Regions from separate parts of the Triticum aestivum genome. Here region 1 is linked to region 2. A link is a contact called in public Hi-C data. All regions are on one chromosome and are shown on one strand. The core of a region is the stretch at or near the end of the contact, and the rest is flanking DNA. Distances in the headings are between cores, read along the strand shown.

Evidence for each region. Hi-C and Micro-C count contacts between places; a contact is called where the count stands out from the background.
Region 1: a contact with region 2 is called in a Hi-C map of leaf, with 4 times the contacts expected there. The contact joins the enhancer-like site here to the promoter of LOC123144784 in region 2. A contact is called at or near these places in 4 of 5 Hi-C or Micro-C datasets (leaf and an unstated tissue).

Annotation. Positions count from the first base shown.
Region 1 is chr6D:306,208,021-306,213,598 of IWGSC CS RefSeq v2.1, forward strand. It overlaps the pseudogene LOC123142598. Among protein-coding and RNA genes, the nearest start is that of LOC123144784, 100 kb to the left of the region's middle. Within about 2 kb of position 1,366, at least 3 of the 8 cell types and tissues checked have an H3K27ac peak or open chromatin away from gene starts, as enhancers often do. A contact at or near this core is called in leaf, where this site is marked.
Region 2 is chr6D:306,104,273-306,109,573 of IWGSC CS RefSeq v2.1, forward strand. LOC123144784 (bidirectional sugar transporter SWEET4) reads right to left here and starts at 2,291. Exons shown (of 5, transcript XM_044564021.1): 1 at 2,036-2,291; 2 at 1,660-1,696; 3 at 1,042-1,420; 4 at 72-191. The coding sequence starts at 2,078.

The DNA.
Region 1 (5,578 bases), core at 116-2,615, 100 kb after region 2:
AGATTATTGGGGTCTTAAGTTATGGTTATTGGATTAAGGTGTGTAGTATTTTTTTTCCGGTTGCAATGCATGGGTTGTTTGCTAGTAATACTAATACGTGACATGGTCGTCATCTTGCACTTTGCCCCGTCAATCAGCACGTTGTTCCGCACAAATATTAAAACAGCAATGCAATGGCATTCTAAACATTTTCAAAGAATGGTATTGAAAGCATAGCTATGCTTCATGCGCTGAGTTGCCATGCATGGATGGTTTGATTGTATTGTCGTTCAAAAATCATGTGCGTAGTGCATGTGTATAGAAGTGCTCAAGCAACAATCGTACGTCATGGACTAATGACCTCTTGTAAATTTTAATGCACACCATGTTTCGAAAAATGGGCATTGGCCGCATTCATTTCCCCCTTCTTTTCATCTATTGCTATGAACTCCCTTCATTTCATAATGTAGTGCGTATAGATTTTCTGAAAAGTTAAACTTTAAAAACTTTGACTAAGTTTCTAGAGATAACTATTTATACATACAATGCCAAAGATGTAAAGTATGAAAGTACATCTTATAATGAATCTATTGATATAAATTTGGCATTCCAATGTAAATACTTTTATCCACAAATTTGGTTAAAGTTTGTGAGATTTGATATTTTTCCAAAAATCTGTATACATTACATTTTGAAACAAAGGGATTATATAACTTTAATTAATGAACAATTTATCATAGAACTATTGTTCTACAGTTTCGGGGTAAAACAACAAACATGTGGCCTCACTCTTAATTCTAGCAAAAACATAGGACGGCATGGAAGAGCAGGTCCTAAACACCCTAGATTCAGATAATACTAATACGTGACATGGTCGTCATCTTGCACTTTGCCCCTCAATCAGCACGTTGTTCCCCACAAATATTAAACAGCAATGTATGTTAGGTCTGTCGGATGCAAAAATCAAAAAAATACTCTGCATCACACGTACGCGTCAGGTCAGTTCTGCAACGTGAAAGCATCAGCAGTCAGCATAATAGACTAGTATGATAAACCAGGCGAGCGAGCTTTTGTCATGCCTAAGAGGAGATGTCGGTGTCCATGGACGGACACTCGGAGCAGGATCACCACACCACACCACCATGTTTGGTGACAAGTCATGGCAACGCGCAGCAGCTAATTAATATTGCATCCGGTTGACTCATCATCATGTTTATAACCTGCCAGATCTTCCACGCAGAACTGAAAGCAAGGGGCACCGCCCAACTGGTACAGATACAGTACCTTTGCCTTGACGTTAACGGGTGCGACCTGCGTCCTCCGTTCCCACCATTACCCTAACCACTGTGCCTTGACGATATCCATATATCCTATCTCGTTTTGTGGGCCGGCACGCCGGGGTTTTGACCAGCCGGAAGCTCGACAGCGCAACGTCGGGCTGCCATGGCTGCGTGGGTACACAGTGTGCACGAGTGATTGAGGGGCCGTGTACAGATTCGGTGGGCTGGATTTCTCAGATAAGGCTGATCATCACCGGATCCTGAGCGCGACACTGCACCTAGGCCGGGCGAGACCTTGGGGATGCTGGATAAGCACGTCTCGTTTACATGAAATCTTGTGGGATTTGCATATCCGGTTTGCTAAACATGGGCGACTACAATGAACTTGCAAAGCACGGCCGTGTACGAATTCACCGAAAGCTTGTGTCTTCCCAAGAGAGGAAAAAAAAGTCTGCCATGGCAGTACAAACAGTGATAAGAAATTCCTAAGTTGTACTAGAAAGTAATCAAGTGTTGGTTGGTGGGAAGAAAAGGTTGCCGTTCAATGGAATGTGATTTAGCAGTCGACTTCCGAATAAGGTTAGAACTAAGCCCCCTTTCCGTGGGCAAGGTAGCTCTATTTTTTTCAATTTATGCGGGAAATTAAGAATCCAAAAGGAGATTGCCAGATTCGGCAGCTATTCAGCCTCGTGGATAGAGGATAGATTGCACTGGTCAGCTATCTTAACAGTGAACCTCATGAAGCTAGTCCAAGTTTATTTATTTATTTATTTGCGGGTGAGTCCAAAAAATTTCTTAACCGTGAGAAAAGCCAAGCTCATGACAGGTAATACAATTTGATTAGTTGAAATTTTCCTTTGGTAAAGAGGGCTCGTCTACCATTATCAATTCCAGAAATCCGTATAAATATGAAAGGGTATTTTATCCTTATCAACTGGATCTTGATCTTGACTTAAGTGAAGATATTGGCTCTTTTCTTTTTTTTTATTGGCAAAATACGCTATCTTATTAGAAGAAGAATCTCAATTATTACTCCAAAGAAACGGTGAACATCAAGAATGTTACACCTATGAAACTAGTAAAAATTCCCACTAGCCTGGCTGTGATGCTGTCGTGTTGGCTAAATACAGTGAACTCAAGAACAGGAAACGCCGGCTATGAGCGTTGGAAAAACAGCCCAATAAGAGCAGAGCAAATGTGTTTCTTTTCCTTATAAAATACTCCACTAAATGTGGTGCCATAGGATTTGGGCATTAACCTATCGCTGAGTAATGTGCAAGTATCTATCGCTGAGTAGGATCCGATGCAAAAGGGGATACTTGCCTTAACATGGTTTGTTAGGCCAAGACACCCCTTTCTCGTCATAATCAATGTTAATAGCGACCCAATAACAACTCCAAAATGCTAATGGCCGCTCCACGGGAATATTGGAAACCTTGGAAAAAGCAATCCTCTAAATCATATCGGCTTCAAGTGGCCTTACTAGAAGAGAAACCTCAGAAAAAAAGCAATCATCTAAATCATATCCGATTCAAGTGGCATTACTGTCTAGAGAGAGACACATCAAACCTGATTCGGCTGTGCGTAAGTGTGACATGTTGTGCCGCGCAGTATACACAGGATATATCATAGTATGTGGAGTACGAAGAGTGTGTTTGTTCTGTCCACGTCAGTCCTGTTTCCATCCACGCCTTGCCTGCCTCACATTGACTAGATTGCTCATCTCTCCACCACATAAGTTATCTGCTATTCAGGTTCTGTACTAAGTAGGAGTACTTCCTAGTGTCAGAAAATGTCCCTTACATTTTGAGACAGAGGGAGTATATACACAGAATCAATTTACTTTATGTTTCCTTTTCTTTTCCACGCATTCAAGTAAATAATTAAGTGTTTTGCACCTGAAATTGAATTTGATGATTGCCCTGCTCTTGCCTCACTAAGTTTATGCCAGTCTGTATTCATTTTCCTGCCACTCGATTACCCGTATTTATTTTCGAATAGCTGGCGATTGTTCCATGTGGGAATCCTATTTGGCGCACAGGCCGCTAGTTAGCAACCGAGCGCATACCACCTGCCGCTGCGTACACTTTGGGGCCGGCATATTATCTTTTGACGCTAGTTAGCAATCTATTTTTCTCTTTTCTCTATTCTTAATTTCGGGTTTTTCCATTTTTTTGTTTTTTTTTTTCGTTTTTCGTTTTTGTTTCAATTTTTAAGTTATTTTTTCCTTTTAATTTCAGTTTTCATTTGATTTCGTTTTCATATTTTAAAATAGTGAAACTTTTATGAAAACATGAATATTTTTCAAATTTGTGAGTAATTTCGAAAAAATTGAATTCAAAAATTCGCGAACATTTTATGAAATTGTAACATTTTTTATGAATCTCGTGAATATTGTTTGAATTGGCAAACATTTTTTTAATTGATGAACAATTATTGAAATTGGGGAACAAATTTAGGAATTTTGGAACTGTTTTCAGTTGTGACGTACATTTTTTAAATGCATGAACATTTTTTCAATTGATCAACTTTTTTATGATTCAATATCATTTCCCAAAAAATAATTCCTGACAAAAAATTGAATTCCCGTATATTTATTCAAATTTATGAACATTTTTTTGTAAATATTTTCTTCAAATTCTTAAAGATTTTTATAATATGGGGACATTGTTTTAAGTCACGAACATTTTTTAGAACCCACAAAATTTATATGATTTCTTAAAAAATAGAAATTCAGAAAAAGAAAAAAATTGGGATTAATCAAAATATGGTATGAAAAAACTCAACGCCCCGTACATGGGCCAGCAGTTCAGGCGCCAGTTTCTTCCGGGAGTAACTAGTTGACGAGCGCTACTTCGGGAGCCTTGCAACAATCACTTGCGGTGGGTTGAGAGCGCGGCACTTGGGGCGCTCTCAGCCGCCGCCATGTGTCGCGTCCAGGGCGCTCCCTTCGATTTTTTTTTTCGCACATGTTTCCCGTTTTTTAGAATTTTTTTTCAACTTTCGGTTTTTCACCGGTCATTCTTAGCTTTTCGACAAAAAAAAATCGAAAAAATTTACACGAAAAAACGCGTTTTTGTTTTCTTCCTTAAGAGGCATAGTTTTATTTTCACGAGAAGCATGGTTTTGCTTTCGCGAGAGGCAGGACCGTGCCTCTTGGAAATGAAAAAAAAACACGTTATCACTTTTTTTTCGTGAGATGCACGGTTTTGCTTTCGCAAGAGGCACGGCTGTGTCTCTTGAAAAGAAAAACAAGTTTTTTCTTTTTCTTTTTGTGCTTTCGTGAGAGGCACGATTTTGCTTCCGCGAGCGGCACAGCCATGCCTCTTGGAATAAATAAATAAAAACCTGTTTTTTTTTAATCGTGAGAGGCATGGTTTTGCTTCTGCTAGAGGCACGTCCGTGCCTCTTGAAAAAGAAAAAAAATGTGTTTTCTTTTTTTTTCGTGAGAGGCACGATTTTGCTTCCGCGAGAGACACGGCCGTACCTCTCGGAAATGGCTTCCGGAAAGGAAGCAAAACATGCTCCCGGTTCCGTGTTTTTGTCCGGTTTTCTTCGTGAAAAAAAATCATCGAAATCTATCAACATGAAATCTAGTTTTGAAGGTTTCGAAGCGAGAAATCCAACAATAAAAACGGTTCAAAATTTGAATGCATGGTTTAAGTGATACTTAGCCCAACGCAGAGCTATGGGGGTGATCTTTGGAAAAAAAGTACTCCTCAATTAGTGATTTTGATTTCTTCAAAATTAGCTAACGGCAAACACAACTGCTCCGATCTGGGCCAGCCCATTCTCCTTCTTTTTTTTTCGCGGTAACTTTAGCAAAGGGATCGAACCCGGGACGTAATCGTTCAAAACGAAGCGAAGCATCCACCAGGCCGTCTGACGCTCTAGTGCAAACTGACTTCGTTCTTTCTTTAATTCTCGTTCTACAGTTTGGTTTGTTCTTTTCCTTTTTTCTTTTTATATCCTTTTCCTTAAAAGCATGGTTTTATAAAAAGAGTATTGTTAACCTTTTTCCACAGTCGATGAACCTTTTTAAACATTTGATGACTATTTTTTATTTTGACGAACTTTTCTAAAATTTGATGATTTTTTTTTCAAATTTGATGACTTTTTTTCAAATTCGACGAACTTTTTTTAATGTTGATGAACATTTTTCAAGTTCAATGATTTTTTTTTCAAATTTGATGAAATTTTCTAAATCCCATGAACTTTTAAAAAATGGTGAACTCTTTTTCAAGTTCATGATTTTTTTTCTCAAAATCGGTGAACTCTTTTAAATTCACATTTTTTTCCTTCTTTTGCAAACTATTTCG
Region 2 (5,301 bases), core at 1,041-3,540:
CTCACACCAGCAATTAGTATACTGCTAGCTAATGGTTACTATTACTGTGTGTGAAATTTTAGAAGGCTTACGGTGATGTAGAGGTCGAACTTGATGAGGGCGTAGGCAGTCCAGCAGATGCCATTGACGAGCGAGGCCACGGACAAGAACAGGGGCATGTACTCCACGCTCTTGGTCTGGATCACCATTTTCTGAAAACACGGACACAGAGAAAATCAACATGATGATGATGAACAATACAAAAGGAAATCCATCCATTTTACAGACAATTGTTTGTTTTTGCTGCACAATTCATCCAAAGAAAACAGGCAGTAAAACGGAAACAACTACCCTCTACACGTATTAACCAGATTATGAAGTACACAGCTACCAAGGAAACGACGGCATGTGGGATGACACAACTTTTGTTTTGTTTGGGATGGGGGGACTAAAAAAGGTGTTTCATATAAGAGCTAAAAGCCATGAACAATTTTAACGAAAAGTGCAGCGGGCACAAGTTGTTAATTACAGTTGGATCAAAAAGTGAAGGATGAACAAAAAGAACATGAGTTTTTCCTTTTCTGACAGCAAAAGAACATGAGTTTTTCCTCTCTCTTTTGACAGCAAAGGAACAGGAGTTGATTTGACGCCATGATTGGAAACACTGCATGTAGTAATACGTATATATTTTTTCTTCAGAAAAGAATATTTGCGCTGTTCAAAGTAGATAGCGAGATAGCCGAAAAGAATACAGCTACTGCTAGATAGAGAGAAAACGACAGGATTACGCATGCGTGTACTCGCGTATTCTATTCCCCACCCAGAACGTACCCAGAGCAGGCGTTGGTCAATCAAATTAGTATATAGATTAATCCAGCGTTCTTTTCCTATGGTTATTCTCATTCGAGCAGCAGTTAATTAATCATTTCCTCGCCTGATCGATCTCCTGACACCGACAACCACCTACTGGACTAAAATCAATCAATAGAAAACTAGCACCAAATCTCACTCCAGTACTGTACTGGTTGTAGGTGAGACCGTGAGAGTGATGGCGACGCGTACCATGACGGAGAGCGGCGCGGCGTACATGCCGGTGCCGAAGAGGACGCAGAGGATGCCGACGACCATGGACCTGCGGTCGTGGGTGTGGGCGAGGGAGAGGACGAGCGCGCCGACCGCGGCGACGAAGGCGACCTCGGCGACCAGCAGGAGGAGGACTCGGCGGCGGGCGGCGCCGACGGAGAAGGTGAGGAAGAGGGCGACGTAGGTGAGCTCGATGAGCATGCCGGTGCCGTTGATGGTGATGACGAGCATGCTGTGCGGGTGCACCAGCGGGAGCCCGTAGAGCACCCACATCATGCAGTTGAGCAGCGTCGCCAGGTACGGCACCGCCGAGTACTGCTCCACCGTCTTCTTCTTCCAGATTTGGATGAACGTCGGCCTGGAATTCGCAGTTCGCAAGTATTTTCACTGGTCAGGCATTTTTTCGAAGAGATATCCAAACTGTTTCGATCAGAAAACGGAATACAAAATTATCGCGGTGCCGATCTCCGCATTCTCACGAATTTGTGTCATGTAATTCTCGCTCTTTGCTCAGCACAATTAATTCCGGAATCCATTTTATCCGGCGAATTAAATGAAGATACACTTAAGAGTGGTATAGTTTTAGTCGGTGCTTACACTGGGGATAGGAAGAGCACCAGGGCGGTTGCATTGCCTGCAAGGGAGACACAAAACAATCCCAAAAAAAGCAACATCAGAAGTAGATCTCGGACGATGAACAAACAAACACAAAGGAGGAACCGCCGAACAAATCACGGTTCGGGCCGCTCTAGGGAACCCGGCGCGTGATGCTCGCTTGCACTAGAAGGGAGCAAAAGTTCGTGAAGAGGACACGCGCAAAGCGGCGAGAAACAAAAAGAGCATCAGGGGGCAACAGCAGCACCCCCCGTACGACCCGTGTGGCGCCGCTGCCACATGGTTTTCGCTGCAGTGCAGGCGCACATGCGTGTGCAGTACAGAGGCGGGGGGCGTGGGGCGACGGGGAGGCACGCACCTATGACGCCGATGACGGTGCGGATAGCGTCCGGCGACACCATGGTGGCTTGGCTTCCGGCGAGAGGTAACCGCACCGAGGAACTGATCTAGAGGAGCGTCTCGGGTGCAGACGAGAGGGAGGGAGGGGGGAGAGGGGAACGGATTTCTGGACTTGGAGGAGAGGGGAAGGGGGCAGGGAAGGATGCAAGTACAGCGGACCCTCTCCCTCTGTCTCTGTGCGTCGCGTTTGATGAGTGAATGATCTCAGGAAAACACCGAACGGGGTCCTTAAATAGAGCGGGGCTGCTGACCCGTGGGCCCCGCACCGTCGCCCCCGTCTCTATCTCTATCCGGCTCGCTCTCTCTCTCATGGACGCCGCGCCGGCCTTTTGCATACGCCTCTTTCTTTCTCTCTCTATAACTACCCCGATGTGCTGTGGCCCAGCAGCCAGCCGGGTGGGTTGGTCGTACTTTTCTTTTTTAGGATTTTATTTGGATGAAATGGTGGGTTGCTCATACGTACTGACCATTTCGACTTTGGTAGATATTCGCATTCTTGGCCCGGGAGCAACCCGCTGGGCGTAAATACCAGTGTTTTGGTTTCCTGCAACCATTTTGGCTTCCTTTTGCCTTTACTTTTCGTCTGATTGAGCCCGACTGACTGAGATAATGCAGACTCTATTCTGCATTTACATTTGGCTAACTGCACAGCATCACGAGATTGTTTCGTCCATGGTGCTTGGGATTGGTTGACAGCACTGAGCATTATGGTTGCGAAGATGCAGTCTCACGAGCAGTGATCTTACCATATTACATAGATAGGCAATACCAAACTAATATCATTTCAATCCTAGCTACTAACAAATGACAGTTCATCAGTCCGTCTGAACTACTAACAAATGGCCATTAATATTAACTACTAACAAATGGCAATGGCAGTACCAAATTAACAGTCATATGACTCAATGTGGGAAAGTTCATCAATCATCATCCTCGTCTTCTTCCATTTCAGATATTTGAGATACCTCTATTAGCCCACATTGCTTTAGTCACTTTAACCTTTTGCTCTCACAAGTTTCACTTTCATATGCCTCTACACCATCGTCGGACTCAAAATCGCTAGTCGTCACATCTTTCTTCTTCGGCACATGCTCATCAAGACTCCATCCTAAGACCTAGTCATGAAGAATGCAGTATCCAGCATAACCTCCAGATTGATCCACCCCACTTTTGACATAGGCGTAGTGTCGGTCTATACTACTGTTGCCGTTTTGTTTTCATTTTTTTGCCAGACTTTTCAGGATTGGTTGTATGCATCCTAATTACACAGAGGCCGGGTGTTACTCATATCGCTTTGTATCGCTTGATGCTACATTTGAGATAATAAAAACATCCTTTATCAAAAAAAGAACAAGCTTACCTTGGATGGGGAAAGGGTGAAATGCCTTGTGATCAAGGATTTTATATCTATTCTTCAAAGCACCGAATGCCCTTTGACCAGTAACCTAAGGCCAAAGCTAGAGTGTGTGACATTGAACGATTCATGTGCAATTCCAGGATAGTTCCTTGAAGAAAATGCATTGAGATGGTACCCGATTTTCTTGAAAGCTGGAAGAACTTCAGGCCTACATGCATACCCAACATCTTCTAGGTAGAACTTATCATCATGGATACTGATCCCATCAGATCAAACCATCTTGTCAGCAAGAATGTTTGCATCATGGGTTGATCATTCTCAACCATCTAACACATATGTGAACTTGATACCAAAATCTACAGCAGCAAGCACATTCCGGCTTGTGTAGTGCTTTCTACTCATGTATGATGCATCATGTGACCTCGACACTGTAGCAGTTACATGAGTACCAACTATTGCACCAGTACAATCATGTGATTGCATGGAAAAAGGTTATAGATCGAAACAATACAAACATAACATGACAAGAACTAAGGTAGTACTATACACCTTGAAATATGGATACCATACATAGTTCATGCGTATATCCATAGGAGTTTAACCAGTAGGTGTCTTAATCATCTATCCTCTAGTCTCTTCAATTGCATAGAAGACTATTGAAAATATGCCCTAAAGGCAATAATAAAGTTGTTACTATACTATTTCCATGTTCTTACTTAAGTTTATATTTCCGTGCTATAATTGCAATGATTACTGAATATGAGATTCAGAGGAAAACTCAGTTGCATGTGTGAAAAACATAACAACAAAACAAATCCCTACTCTCACCTCTAGGACTAACTAATGTATTGATGATGATCATCTTTTCCTGATGAATGGCATAGATGAAGTAACAAGGATGCCCGCAATAATGAGACCACACTGTTAGAGCAACGATGGTGTTGAATATAACCAACTTATGAAATATTGCGTGATCACATCGTCTAATTAGTTGTCGGTAATTTTGGACAAAGTGTTTACATTTACTCGCGTCATTAGACAGGATGGCTGTTTTGGGGTTGCCAAACGTCACACCTTAACTGGATGGTCATCGCTACTACTAAAGGGGAGTTGGTCTTTGTACGTTTGCCTTCACCCTTGCCTCTTTCTGTCTGTTTTCCCTTCTGTATGCCACCCCTCCCACATGTCTTGCATTAACTCAATCAAATCAAATTACATCTTACCAAAACCTCAACAAAATCAAAACTTTAATTGTGTTCCTTTACCCATACCCAAATCAAATCAAATCTTATCAAAGTCTCAACTAAATCAAAATTTTCCTTGTGTTCCTTCATTCACAGCGAAATCAAATCAAATCTTGCAAAATCTCAACTAAATGAAAACCTTCCTCGCCTTCCCCTATCCATAATCAAATCACACCAAATCTTACCAAAATCTATAATATGGTGGGTGTAAGGTATGTGTCGGGCACAATGGTGTTGAACCATTAGAACATGTATGCCCCCATTGCAACACACGATCAATTGGCTAGTCTCTACTATTAAAGTGCAGTTGGTAGGTTCGCCTCACTCCCTTGGAATAAATAAAGTAAATAACATAAATAAAGTAACTTGGAATAATCTATATGGAACCAGTAATTTCCTAAAATCACGTCCTGCATTAACTCAATCAAATTAAATCAAATCTTATGAGAATCTCAATTAAATCAAAAAAAATCTTGCCTTCTCCTACCCATACCCAAACAAAATCAAATCTTACCAAGACCTCAGCTAAATCAAAACATTCATTACTATTCCCTAACTATACTCAAATCAAATTAATTCCTACCAAAACCTAAAATAAGGTGGGTGTAAGATATATGTCGGACA